Linked DNA regions of Mus musculus: regions 2 and 3 are each linked to region 1. The links are chromatin contacts, called in public Hi-C and HiChIP or PLAC-seq maps. All regions are on one chromosome and are shown on one strand. Each heading gives the region's core, a stretch centred on a gene start, on an enhancer-like site or on the middle of the called end of the contact. The rest is flanking DNA. Distances are from core to core; before and after follow the strand shown.

Evidence for each region. Hi-C and Micro-C count contacts between places; a contact is called where the count stands out from the background. HiChIP or PLAC-seq counts read pairs in DNA pulled down with a chosen protein or histone mark.
Region 2: a contact with region 1 is called in an H3K4me3 HiChIP or PLAC-seq map of stem cell-derived neural progenitor cells, with 3 times the contacts expected there. The contact joins the promoter of Htr1d here to the enhancer-like site in region 1. A contact is called at or near these places in 19 of 39 promoter capture datasets (the 3T3-L1 cell line, 3T3-L1-derived adipocytes, the C10 cell line and 11 more), 3 of 484 Hi-C or Micro-C datasets (the F1.1 cell line, bone marrow-derived macrophages and embryonic retina), 5 of 115 datasets of contacts at active chromatin or transcription factors (embryonic stem cells and stem cell-derived neural progenitor cells) and 5 of 9 other capture datasets (adipose tissue, embryonic stem cells, liver and 2 more).
Region 3: a Hi-C map of stem cell-derived neural progenitor cells shows a contact between it and region 1, with 2.1 times the contacts expected there. The contact joins the promoter of Lactbl1 here to the enhancer-like site in region 1. A contact is called at or near these places in 20 of 39 promoter capture datasets (the 3T3-L1 cell line, 3T3-L1-derived adipocytes, the C10 cell line and 15 more), 50 of 484 Hi-C or Micro-C datasets (3T3-L1-derived adipocytes, 8-cell embryo, B cells and 26 more), 4 of 115 datasets of contacts at active chromatin or transcription factors (the 230-238 cell line and embryonic stem cells) and 5 of 9 other capture datasets (adipose tissue, embryonic stem cells, liver and 2 more).

Annotation. Positions count from the first base shown.
Region 1 is chr4:136,545,889-136,550,439 of GRCm38.p6, reverse strand. Luzp1 (leucine zipper protein 1) reads right to left here. Exons shown (of 5, transcript NM_024452.2): 5 at 1,122-4,551. Among named protein-coding and RNA genes, the nearest start is that of Kdm1a, 55 kb to the left of the region's middle. Within about 2 kb of position 1,784, at least 36 of the 459 cell types and tissues checked have an H3K27ac peak or open chromatin away from gene starts, as enhancers often do. A contact at or near this core is called in hippocampal neurons, neural progenitor cells and stem cell-derived neural progenitor cells, where this site is marked.
Region 2 is chr4:136,422,789-136,427,339 of GRCm38.p6, reverse strand. Htr1d (5-hydroxytryptamine (serotonin) receptor 1D) reads right to left here and starts at 2,728. Exons shown (of 2, transcript NM_001285484.1): 1 at 2,590-2,728.
Region 3 is chr4:136,619,837-136,624,387 of GRCm38.p6, reverse strand. Lactbl1 (lactamase, beta-like 1) reads right to left here and starts at 1,767. Exons shown (of 8, transcript NM_001243262.1): 1 at 1,647-1,767; 2 at 1,031-1,103. The coding sequence starts at 1,042.

The DNA.
Region 1 (4,551 bases), core at 535-3,034:
CATCCAAACCACCATAGTTGTTGGGAACCAAACTCAGGTCCTCTGCAAGAAGAGTGTGGTTTTATTTAACCATTGAACCATCTCTCTAACTTTTGGATCTTTTGGATTAAAGTTGTATATACACAGTACACAAGTGCTGCTCCCTTGGAAATGCAAAATCCTACCTCTGGCAATAGCTCATCTGTTCTCTCCCTGTCTGTGAGGAGGGTCCGAGGGCTCTCCTACACATGCAGCACCTTTTTTAAAGCTTCTTTTTTAAAGCTTTTTGTGTATCAGTGTTTGCCTATGTGGGTTTGGTGCCCATGAGCCTTCATTTGGGTGCTAGGAACCAAACGTGTTCTCTCCAAGAGCTGCAACTGCTCTTAACCATGGAGCTCTCTCTCCAGCCCCACTATAGTTCTTAATGGCAGTCTATTAAATGAAAGGTTACATGGGAATGTTTCTTTGCACTTCTCATGTGCTGGTGATCATGTGTTGGCATAGAGCACCTTGTAATTGAACTGTCTCCTCTATAGCTGCTATAATAGTACCTATACCCCAAATATAATCTCCCCATCTCTAAATATAGTATCTGTAAAGTCTTCACTGCTATAGTGGTGTGTGTGGGGTGTGTGTGTGTGTGTGTGTGCGCGTGCATACTCAGATCTTGTGCCTTGAACTCAAGATCTTTTTGCCTCCATGTACTGGGATTATTGGTCTGCATCACTATACCTAGCTCTAAATGAAGCTGAGTTAAGGAACATTATTCTGGGTTTGGTTAGACGATGAAAATGGAGTGGGGGCTTTTCTCCTAATCTCCCCGTGTGACAGCAATAGAAAAATGATGTTAGAGATGGAAGGGTGATTTCTGGCACAGTAAATGGCAGATGCTTTTAAGACAAGGTCTCACTGTGTAGACCTGGCTATCCTAAAACTGTTGGGATTAAAGGCATATAATTTCAGAGAAATTCTCTTTGACAACAGACAAGGCTAAAAAGAAAATAGAGCAAAGAGTTAGCTGCTAGTTTTAACTCTGTATTTTGCCTAAATTTGTGAAATGCTATACCAGCAGTACCAATTCAGAGATAACAGCTGTTTCCAGAAATTATATTGACAAAATTGGCATCACTGACTCAAAGGAGCATATAGAAACAAGGGAGCTTTATTGGTTACAATATTGTGCTGCAGAGCCAACAGAGAGCATTACAGCCAAAGGATACATGCAGACAGGCAGCTTCAACTATACACATGCACCCAAGGAGCCCTGAGCCACTGCCTGTGGCTGTGCCCTGCTTTCCAGAGGCAGGTTCTGGCCTCTCTGGTCCCGTGCTTGGAGCAGGAATGTAGAAGCTGCTGCACCTAGACTCCAAGGGGCAGAGGTGAAGCCAGAGCCACCTGCCTGGGCAGGTGTAGACCAACAGCTGAGGCCCCAGCAAAGGACCTATCATGCGTAAGTTTATTTAAGGGCTATCTACCTTTCTAGCCCTCTCAATCTTTAAAATACAAAAAAATAGACTTTATTCTCTTAAAAATACATTCCATTCAATACATGTTCTGAGCTGTGAAGCAGCAGGAAAATAGGACCTCTTTCCTATGACTCTGGTTGAGGTGGTAGAGGAGAACCCTGTTCCCCATTCAGGGTGTTTAAAAGATAATCCCTAAAAAGCAGCTCTTACAAAGCATTCTTTGTCAGAATAGAAACCCATGCCAACAAAGGTGGCCATGGGCCAGCCTCTGAGTCCCTGTTCCTTTACTGACCCATTAAATCTAAACAACTAACACAGCCCAGGACAAGAAATCCACTATTGCTCTAGGCACCGGCCCCTGCCACTTGAGAGGGATGGCTGGTGTGCAAGCTTGCCTGTAGCCTTGGTCCCACACAGATCTCTTCAACTCATTTGAACTGTCTCACTGCCTCAGAGTTGTCTTAGCTTCCTGGCCTGCCACCCTGCAGCCTTTTCTGATTGTTTCAATACCAGAGTAGCTGGTAACAGCAGCAAGTGGAAGATAGCAGTTCCTGGCATGTAGCCAGCTCTTCATCCTCCAACCAAGCATATCCAGGACCAGGTTCCTGTACTCAGAACTCTCATAGACTCCTGACCTGCTGGCTCAATTTAGCCACCTACCCAAACTTTAGAGAAGCACTGTCAGGAAAGTGGGTCTTTTAGTGGGGAATATTTGGCTTGATTAGACAATGGTTTGAATACCAGTCTCCCTTCTATGTGGAGGCTTCCTGCAGCTTCTGGCTTGGGCCCAAAGGTTACATCTTGGTGTTTTCAGAAGTGATATGTCTTTCGACCTTGAAATCAGAGTCAGTCTAGCCATCCATATGAGGCCCAAGGGGACTTGAACCCTCTAGCCTCCATTTGCTTGGTATAAACATTTGCAATGCTGAAGGTATTTAAAAATAAAATCTACTTTATGGCAGGACTACAAAGTGTGCAGACTAAAGAAACAAAATATCCTGAAATAATTGTTACAATCAAATGCTATTGCACTCAGATTTTCAAAATGGCATCCCACAGCTGTCCCTTTTCCACAGAACATTTCAAATAGCAGCAGGTGTTGGTGCTGCTAAAATGTGGAAAGATCCAGACTTTGGCACCAGGAGCTACAGCACCAGAAGAATCCAGGGCTCAACACCCAAAGACAAAAATTATTGACGAGATATTTTGAGGCAGGGCTTGGTGCCCCTCTGTTTTTATCAGCAGAGAAGAGCCACAGACTTAATTTCCTATACTCTTCAGTGGACCACCACAGGGGTCTGTTTCCTTTTAACTCTCAGGGCTGCCAATTGGTACAGGAGAGTGGCAGGGGGCACTGCAAGTGAGAGGTTGCAGCCTTGAATTAAGGAGTTTCTGGCCAGTAACCTAAAAGCAGCAGCAGGAACAGATCTTGAAAACACTATCTTAGTTGTCTATCAAGTTGGGATGTGGAGGCAAGACACATGGCAATGCCCTCAGGTTAGCAAAACTCCATTAAAACAGAAGTGCTAGTTATTCCTGTCCCTTGGGGGCTGGGGGAAGCAAACAAACAAAACATGGTAGATCTCCCCACACCCTGGCAGGATGGCTGAGTCTGATGCAGACAAGGGCAGATAAGTGCCAGTGTGTGTGTGCTAAGAAGGGTGAAGGGAGACTACTCAGTCCTCCTGAGGATGTCCTGTGTCTTCCCTGTGGCCAGGAAATTCACAGGAAAGGCACGGGAACAGGAATCAAACAGACTTACGTTATAAAAAGCACCTAGCTTGAAAGCCAGGAAATGTGGCACTGGGCAAGAGCCACATAAACCTGAGACCACCCAATCCAATCCCTTTACCTCATTGAAAACAGGCCTTACAGACTCATCCCCATGACAGACACATGAGGAAAAGAGAAAAAAGACCCAGAAACAACTGAAGGCAGAAAGATGTTCCCCAGACTCATGTGGACATCACCTTCCAAAACCAAGAGTCAGCTCACACTGATGGGTGAAACAAGTGTAGAACACAAAGTTAAGGCCTTAAGAGGTCATCCACTCTATAGAACTCATTCTGAGCTGGGAAGCAGCAGTGGCAGAACACCTGCCTTGCACACCAGGTCCTATGCTCAATCCCCAGCATGCATCTGCAGGTGACACATGGGTACACATGCACGCAACCAACAAAGAACTCATTTTAAAGATAGGGAAAACTGAGGCTTCAAGAAGACTTGCCAAAGATCACAGAGCAAGGAATGACAAAGCCAGGAGGGGTGGGGAAAAGTGGCTTTCCAAATTCCTAGTCTAGTGATAAGGCAATGACATCTACTTCACAAAGGTAGCCAAAGAGGATCCCTTTGAGTTGAAACAATGCTTCAGAAGATTCAGCAACAAGCAAACAGTTCTTAACTCCCCGTGTGGTCAGTGTCAGTGTAAGGAGATAAAAGTTTATTATCTGCCTTCCTAAAAGGCTTAATGCACTTTGAACTGCATAAATCTGAGGCCCTCAACAGGCAGGTATTGGCTTTCCTCCAATGAAATCTCTGAAATGGTCTACTCGTAGATACTGAGGGCTTGCCTTTGCATCAGCAGTCAGCATGGTAAAGTGCAAGGTTTCCCCCACAGGGGATGGAGGAGCAAAGGGAGGGAAGCAGTCTGTCCATGCCTTTCATGGAGCTATTGCTTGTGGAGTGACTAGAGGAATTTTTGTTTGCTTTCCCATTTGCTGGGCACTTCCTAAAAGACAGGCTGTGCCGGGTCTGTCTACTCAGTGTGGGGATTTCCTAAGAGGAGAATGATGAAGTCAGCTGAAGTTTCCAGCCCCCAGAGAGGAAAGGTGATGCCAGCAGCAGTGTTGGTGCCCAGGAAAAGAGATGTACCAGATCTGTCTGTTTCTGATGCCTTTGGAAGGTGAGCTGAAAGCTGGCGTTGGAGGATGATGTCATTCCATTTGGTAGCTGGCTCTGTCTCCATGAAACTGGTTATCCAAAAGTCAGGTCAGGGAAGCTTCAACATAAGGATGGTCCCCATAATTACTTAGGGGCAGCAGACCCTTTTTCGGTTTCCAAATTCTCAAGAACTCAAAGACAAAGGAATGTAAGCCTCTTAGGATAG
Region 2 (4,551 bases), core at 1,479-3,978, 120 kb after region 1:
TTCCCCATGTTCTCTCCCCCCCCTTCTCTCTTTCTCTCTCACTTTTGTTTTTGAGACAGTCTTATTTTGTAGCCCAGGCTAGCCTCAAACTCGAGATCCAACTACCTCTGTGTCCCAAGTGCTGGGATAATAGGTTTGAGTAGCACTCCGGCCTTCTCCACTCTGTGTATAGTACTCCAATAGCCCCTGATCATCCAGGACAAACTCCAAAGCCTCGCCAAGATCTACAAGTCCCCCAACTGTCTGCCTTGACACCATCACCTCTTTGACATCAGCTCCTACCTGCCTCCCCAGTCAGCACACCACTTCACCCACCAACACTCTCCTCCCTTCCGGTGCTACTCCTGAGATTGCTCTGGCCCTTAACACAAGCTGATACTTTCCACTTTATCTGTTTACTGGCGGTCTCTCCATTGCACACCCCCACCGGGCCCACATAACACATAGCTCTGTCGAGCTCATCATTGTGTCCCCGGTAAGCGGTGGCTTCCCAGCCCAAGAGTGCTCTAGGCTGGAGACATCCACCTATGAGTCATGTGCTCAGGGGTGGTATGGAGAGCCCGAGGGAAGGTGAGATCACCCAGGGAAAGAGGGTCTACCATTCGGGGAGGAGGGCCCAGGGCAGCAGGGCACCCAGTGCTGGGCATACGAAGATGAGCCTGCAAAAAAAAAAAAAAAAACAAAAAACAAAAAACAAACAAACAAAAAAAACCAACAAAGAGGAATATGTGGCCACAGTGTTCACTGTGGAGGGGGAGTCAGGGGGATGGGGACACCTTAAATTGGATCTGGCTTCCTGTATGTTGACCTTGGACCCTGTGGGCCTGCTGTGAGCCATCTCAACAAGGAGGGCTCCCTCTCAGGTCTGGGAATGCCAGCCTCAGAACATATTTCTGTCTGTGTTCATATCACCCTTGCCAAAAAGAAACGTTATCCATCCAGAGAGAGAAGGGACCACAGCAGATCCACTCTCTATCAGGGAGATAGTAAAGGCAAAGAGCCATCTTTATATTCCTGGTCCTGTCATCGGATAGAGAAGAGTGGGGGCCCTAGACCCTGCCACTTATACCTACTGGCCTGGACTCCAGCTTCCAATGGAGTCCTGGTCTCTTGAATAAAGCCCACTTTCTGCCAACCAACTGGGAAATATCAGTGATCAAAGCTCAGCTGCCCAAGTGGCCAGCTTGCTGTTGTCATAAAAGGACCATTATAGGAAGGGCTGAGAGTCTAGCCAATGTCACTGGCATGTAGAGGAAAGCACAGACCTGCAACACAAATGCCACTAGAAAACACCATAAGGTGTTCTCAGCCTTCCTGATGCTGCCGCTCTTCAACACAGTTCTTCATGTGGTGGTGACCCTCAACCATAAAATCATTATTTTTTTGTTGCTACTTCATAATTGTAATTTTGCTACTTTTATAAATCATAATGTAAGTATCTGTGTTTTCTGAACTCTTAGGCAACCCGCACCCCCACCCCCGTGAAAAGGTCGGTCGAGTCTCAAAGGGGTTGAGACTCAGAGTTTGAGGACCACTGCCATAAAGCAATTCCCAAGATGAGATCTGAGGTTGCTACTACAAAGCCTGGCGAGGAAGGCCGAGTTCCTGTCTGAGGTCAGATGTAATACTAGGCAGTGATTCCATTTGATTTTGCAAAGCAAACCTGGAGTGTGGTCGTTGTCACTCTCGTTTCATATAGGAGGGAGCCAATGCTCAGAGGACTAAGCAGCTAAGCAAGTAGCCAGGGCTAGTTTGCTAATGTGGCCAGCCTGAGAGTATTAGGATCTTAATCTCTGATGGTCCCCAAACCCAGCGAGTGGGAGCAGGTGGGGGTGGGGGTGGGGGTGGGGGCCGGGCCGGGGGCGTTGAGTATTACATTCTACAAGTACTGAGACTTTGGGCAAGATTTTTGCCACCTTCTTCCCATCTGCAATAAAGCCAATCTCCCTGAGCTCTCTGCAGTTCTGATGTTGCTCGAAAAGCTAGGATTTGCAGAGAACTTTACCGCGTATAAAAAGGCATCCACGGTCTCTCACCCACTCCCACCAATCCGCAGTGAAGGGAAGCGTCCTCTCCATTTGAGAGATGTGCACACTGAGGCTCAGAGAGAAGCAGTGACCTGCCCAAGGTCACAAGCAAGTCAGGGCCCTTTCCAAACCCGAGCTCCAAACTGGACGCTCCTTCAAGTCCCCTCCCGTACTGGCGTCACCCCTGACCTGGCCGGTAGAGGGCTCCCCGATTCCCTAGGCCGTCACCGGGGCCACCTGGGGGTAGACGTTTCACCTCGGGCCGAGGTGGGGGGGCACTCTTGTCCAGTGGGATCTTCCCAGAGCGCGGGACACGGAGGACGCTCTCCCAGGGTCCCGCAGCCTCCCCTGGGGAATCCCTCCACCCACCCCACGATCCAGGGCTTTGGACAACCATCCGGGATGCTCCCTTCGGGCCCCGATGGTCCTTTGGGACCGTCTTTCCGTGCGCTCCTGTCCCGTCCGAGAGGCGCACAGAGGCGGGACGCCAGGTGACCCATCAGGACCCGCCCGGCTAGGCTCAGCCCCGCGAGGCTGCGACGCCCCAAGCTCCCGCGCTTACCAGCTCCCTGCCGGGAGGTACGGAACAACGCCGTGGGCGCCTCGCACCCCTGAGGGCTGCAGCCCGGCCTCCTCCACGACCCCCGCTGAGCTCCGGGCGCCGCCGCCCTCCGCGCCTGCAGCTCGGGCTCCGGGCTCCTGCCCGCGCCCGCCGCTGCTCCGTGCTCTGCTCCCCGGCTCCTCCCCCGCTGGGCTCGCTCCCCACTCGGCCTCCCGCCCACAGCAGGGGAGGCCCGCCCGGAGCCCCTGCCCCAACCCCACGGTAGGAGGACGCAGGGGATGCGGGTGGAGGAGGCCCACCTGTAGGAAGGAATGGACTGTCCGGGGAAAGTGGACCGTGCCTAGACTCCATCCGCGGGTTCCTCACAAGCTGAGTCTCCCGCCCCCTACCTTTAATTTAGCAAGTATTTATCGATCTGCTTTATATCTGCACCGGCTATGCACTGGGCTTAAAACCATTGTGCAACCCCCGCCCCTTGGGGCTCACGTTCTACTGGGGCGGATACGATGTACTTAATGAGATGACAGATGTTTCAGGAGGAAAATAAAGCAAGAAAGGAGGTGGGGAGTGGACAGGGTGGTCGGAGGCGGTGGGAGGGCGGGGGAGGGGAGAAAGTCTCACCGGGAAAGCAGCCTCTCAGGACAGACCGGAGGTAGGAAGCGTCCCGGCCACACACCAGAGGTGGAATGAGTACAGTTTCCTGCTGGGCAAGCAGAGTGATCCCAAAGTTGGGGCAGCAGATATGACCGCCAGCTCCCTTATTCAGCGTTTAGTAGGGGCTGCGGATGTAGAGAGCCAGAAAAAGAAAGAGAGAGAGAGAGAGAGAGAGAGAGAGAGAGAGAGAGAGAGAGAGAGAGAGAGAGAGAGAGCTGAGTTCAAAGACAGGGAGGGCAAAGACTCCTGCTTGACCAGGTTCCTTACAGCTCCGGTGGACCTGGCCTTCCGTGTCCTTGCCCACCCACTGTGTCTCCTTACTGTTTGTATATTCTCATGTCTTGTTATCACCAGCATCCACCAGTAGACTGGTTATGTGTTCTTGATGAATTGACCCTATTAGCATCATGAAGTGACCGCGACTCTTCATCCCTGGTAAAAGTTGTGTCTTTGAGTCTCCTTTGGGGGGGAGTGCATAGGGAGATCCGGAAACACCCACCAGCACCCACACAGCTGTTTGACATCTGGCACACCAGCACACTGAGAACTCAGCAGCTATTCCACGCCTTGCTTGCAGCGTCCTTCCGTGTCCTTCTATTTGCGCCAAACTCTCTGCCCACCTGGCCCTCCCCTTCCGCCCCCACCCCTTGCTCTCCTGGTCTGTCATTTGTGATTGGCTTGGAGCCTCCATCTCTCTCAGTCTCTCTTTTTTGGAAGGCTGTGATCAATGGTCATTAATAATGCAGAGGTTCTTTTTGTCTTAGCGCAGATCCCAGGCAAATAAATCCACGGCATGAATAGACAGGAGTTATGGGCAGCCACACCTCAATCAGCCGTCTCTCCTCTCTTTAGGCCCTTGGCTCTTTCCCCACACTGGAGATGGGGAGATTGAGCAATGCCAAACATAGGTGGCCTTAATATAGGCTGTGCTACTAGTGTCCTGGCTGAACCCCTGTGGAGGGCCAGAGGGTCCTGATACACAGCCCAGCATGGCAGCTGCCAAGGTCCTACCCTGAGGTCTTGCAGCTGAAAACTACATACTTTAGAGTAGACAGTGGCATGTCACGAGTGTGTGTGTGTGTGTGTGTGTGTGTGTGTGTGTGTCTTTTATCTGAAGCAGCCCTGGGGAAAGATATGCGCAACATAGCTCAGTTGGAAGCATACTGGCCTAGCATGCACAAACACCTGACTTCAACACCCAGCATCTAATAAACAAAGAGTAGCGGCACATGCCTTAATCCCAGCACTAGGGAAGATTAGAAGTTCAAGGTCACTGGCTACATTCACAGGGAGTCTGAGCCCAGTCTA
Region 3 (4,551 bases), core at 518-3,017, 74 kb before region 1:
GTGCATGTGTGTATGAATAGATGTGTATATATGTGCATGTGTGTGTGCATGTGTGTATGTATGTGTACATATGTGTGTATGCATGTGTACATGTGTATATGTGCGCACATGTGTATGTGTACGTGTGTGTATGTGCGCACATGTGCATTGTGTATGTATGTGTACATATGTGTGTATGCATGTGTACGTGTGTGCATATAGAAGTCAAAAGTCAACATCAGATACCTTTCTCCATTATTCTTGTTTTTTGAGGCGGGATCTCCAGCTGGAACATGAGGCTCTGTGACTAGAGGAAGCCGACTGACCAGAGAACTCCAAAGAGCTGCCTGTCCCTGCCTCCCCGGCACTGGGATTGAGGGTACGAACCACTGCCCCTCAGGTTTTTTATATAGTACTGGGGATTGAACCTGGGTCTTTGAGTACTTTACCAAGTGAGCCATCTCCTAGCTACTTATAACTTTTCAAAGGCCTGAACCAACCAAATATCCTTCAATGATGAATGAAAATATGACTCATAGGTCCATGCAATCGAATGTTACATAGCAACATAAAGAATAGAGTATCTATATATATAATAATATGTATAAATCTTAAATGCACTGTGCTAAGTGAAATAAATAAACCATTCTCAAACGCGGACGGATTGTAGCATCATTTGTATAACACTCTGGAAAGGGCAACAAACAGAACCTGAGCTCAGCTCTGCACCTTCCAGCTCTGGACAAATGACTTCACCTCTTGAAGCCAGAAGACTGCCCCTCCCCCCGGGAGAGCTCAGGTGAGCCCCTACAGAGCTGTGCAGGAAGCATGGATCGATTGGCAAACAAGTTGTGTTACAATAACAAGTGTTAGCTCAACTGTCATAGTTGCTTTACTTGTTCCAGAGAGAAACAAGCAAGAGCAGAGGCTCCGGTGGGGAAGCAGGTGAAGCAGCCAGGGTGGGAAGGAGGGCAGAGTCACTGAGCAAGCAGCTGAGGAGGAGCTAGGGATGTTGACCAAGAAAATGTGTGACTTCCTGATTGGGACTCACCCGAGTCTTCATCTTCCTTAGGGCATGGAAGATTCCAGCTCCTTGAGGATTCTGGCCTGCAGCGCAGGAAACCCTGTGGACAGGAAACTAAGAGAAGCAAAGGCAAGAAGAAGTGGGAGCAGTGGGGAGACAGGGCCCGGAGAGATGGCTCAGAGCTTAAGAGCACTGCTGCTATTTCAGAGGATCTGGGTTCAATTCCCTGCATCTACATGGTAGCTCACAACCATCTATAACCACAGTTTCTGGGGTTCTGACACTCTCCAGGGATGCCAGACCTACCCATGATACAAGCATAAATGGGGAAACATACATACACATAAAATTAATAATAAAGACATGTCCTGGGAGAAGAAGGGACAGAAAATAGCTAGAAAGGGGGTAAAATGAGGATGGTGGGGAAGGAGGACCCCACTTCCCAAGCTCAGAAGCCTGGCTGATTCGCAGTGCCTGATTGTCCAGGACTATCCTGCTTCTTGCACTAGAAGACCCAGAACCCCTTCTATCTCAGGCAAACCTGAAGGAGGGCACCAAACCTACCCCAAATCTACCAGCCTCTAATTCCAGCTCCTTCCCCCACAACCATCTGCCAGGCCCCAGACTCTCACATTTTACCTACTTCCAGAAGGATCTAATGGAATCCACAATTCAGCTCTTTCAACCGGGATCCCTGTGTTTCAAGGGTCTTCCTGAACGCTCAGCATGAGCTTTGCCCAAACTGCCAGCAGCCGTGACAGATGTGGCCCTCATTTCTCCAGCTCTAATCCCTCGCTGTCCTCTGCCTAGAGGATTAGCTTCCCAGGAGCCCTGGCAGCAGGGAAGCTGGGCAGATGTATCAGAGTGCCGGACATCTATGCCATGTGACCACAGAAGCTATAGTCCGGGGGCATGAAGAAACTCAGGAAAAGAGGTGACAAAAGACAGCTACCAGGATCTGACCCTCAGGCCCTTAGAACCCTTTTCCAAGCTCAAACCAGTTCACCAGTCACCTCTGAGAACACAGGTGTGAGCCTTTCTATTAAGTGCCCAGGAGAGCCACTGTTACCTGGAAGTGAGACTCTCTCGGTTTCTTTGTAAATGAGGACAATAATGACTACAGCTAATTAAGTAGGAGAGTGCTTCTAAGGCAGAAGCCCGTGACCTGCCCCTAGGAGGGGCTGGCTCTGCCAAGGCTGGCACTCATGACTTGGCTCTGGTATCAAACTCCCAATCTGGTCCAAAGGCTGACTTTAGATTTTTTTTCTAAGTCTAAGAAAATCTAAGACTGACTTAGATTTTCGGGAATGTCAGAGGACAACTCGCAAGAAGTGGTTTTCTCTTTCCACTGTGTGGGTCCCAGGGATTGAATTCAGGTCATCAGGCGTGGTGGCAAGCACCTCTACCTACTGAGCCATCTTACAGGCTGTCTGTGTCTTTGATCTGCACAGGAACTGCAGGAAGAAGAATCTAGCTTGTCACACTTTCCATCCATCCAAAGGAGCTGATATTCAAAGTTCCCAGGAAGAGCAAGGGCTAAGATTGGAACACAGGACACAGGTCCCCCTCCCCTGGTCCCCAAAGCCTTCCTTATATCTCCATCTGACTGACTATGAGGTCGTCGGGGGGTGGGGGGGTGGCATGTCAAAGCTAGGACTGATGATCTGAGTCAGATAGTTTACTGCAAGGGCCTGCAAGACTTCCCTTAGGGGACCCACCCATGTCTCAATGACTCCACTGTCTTCTGTGGCACTCCTCCTGGATACTCAAGTTGACCCAGCTTCTGGAGGCAGGTGTTTCTCCCTTGTAAATCCGGATTATTTCCAATTCAGCTAGAAGAGAATCCACACCATGTCATATAGCAAATCACCACTAGATGGCAGAAGGTGTACATGGAATGTCCCAGCTTGCTCTTCCTTTAAAGGTATTTTACTGGAGAATTGGTCTTCAGGTTCTATACCTGTGAAACAAGAAAGATCAAACACACACACAGACACAGATACACATTCATATACATACACACACATACTCACATACATACAAAGAAACACACCAGCACACACACATATATACACACATACACACACACACTAGCACATAAACACACACATACACACACTAGCACATAAACACACATACTCACAGCCACACATATATGCACACATATATACACTTGCACACAGTCACACACTCACATATACACTCATACTCACAGAGATACACATAAACATGCACATACACACATGTACCAGCACACACACGTACACATATATACACACACAGCACATACTCACAGACACATATACACACATACACACATACCAGTACATATACATACACATAATAGCACACACATACACACATATACACAATCACACACATACACACACACACACACACACACACGTACATACACATATACACACTCACAGAGTCACACACTCATACACATGCAGAGATACATGTAAGCATACACATATATACACATACACAATGTGCCAGCACCTGTGTGCACACATGCGTGCTCTCTCTCTCTCTCTCTCTCTCTCACACACACACACACACACACACACACACACATACACACACACGTCAGAGAGGAAGGAATTGGCCATCTTCTTTTTTATACAAGATATCTCATATTTCCCTTTAAAATATTGTATTTTAATTATGTGTGCTCTGTGGAGGTCAGGAGATGGAGAGAGGGCGTTGCAGGTAGCTGTTAGTATATCAGCATGGGTGCTGGGAACCAAACTCGTGTTCTCTACAAACGCAGCAACTGTTCTCAACCACTGAGCCATCTTTCCAGCCCCAAGCTGTCTCTTGCTCTTTGGGGAATTCTAAGTGGCTTTGGCCGGTGAGTTTAGGCCTCACCCACTGTAGGGATGTTGGATCAGACTGCAGAGTCCAAACCTCAGCCCTGATCCTTGCTACGTGTGGCTTTGATCAGAGATTCTGTATTTCTCAGACCTCATGTGTACGTGCGTGAATGAAGACTCTACCCTAGTGGTGTGGGAGTGAAGACTGAATAGGAGCGTGATCGCAGGGAGAGCACACGGGCCACTGCATGCCAACAGCGCCCAACAAACACAGTCACTGTAATTACCTCCTTTCCTGGGCCGCTCCTCTCAGGAAGCAGGTAACTCCCTTCTCAGAACTGTCTTTTAGTTTCTGGGTTTATAAAACTTGCCATTTTTGCTTGCTTGTTTGTTTGTTTGGTCGGTTGGTTGGTTTTCTGAGTCAGGGTTTCTCTGTGTAGCCCTGGCTGGCCTGGAACTTGCTCTGTAGACCAGGCTGGCCTTGATCTCAGAGATCTGCCTGCCTCTGCCTCCAGAGTGCTGGGATGAAAGGTGAGGCCACCACAGCCTGGCCTGTCCTTGTTTTGTTTAAAATCTTGACATCTATTTACTTTTTGTCAGGTGCCTGCAGACCTGCGCACTGAGGTCAGAGGACAACCTGTTGGGCTTGATTTCTTCCCTTTACCGTATGGATTCTAGTGATCAAGTTCAGGTCCTGAGGCTTGGTGACAAGTGACCTTACCCACTGAG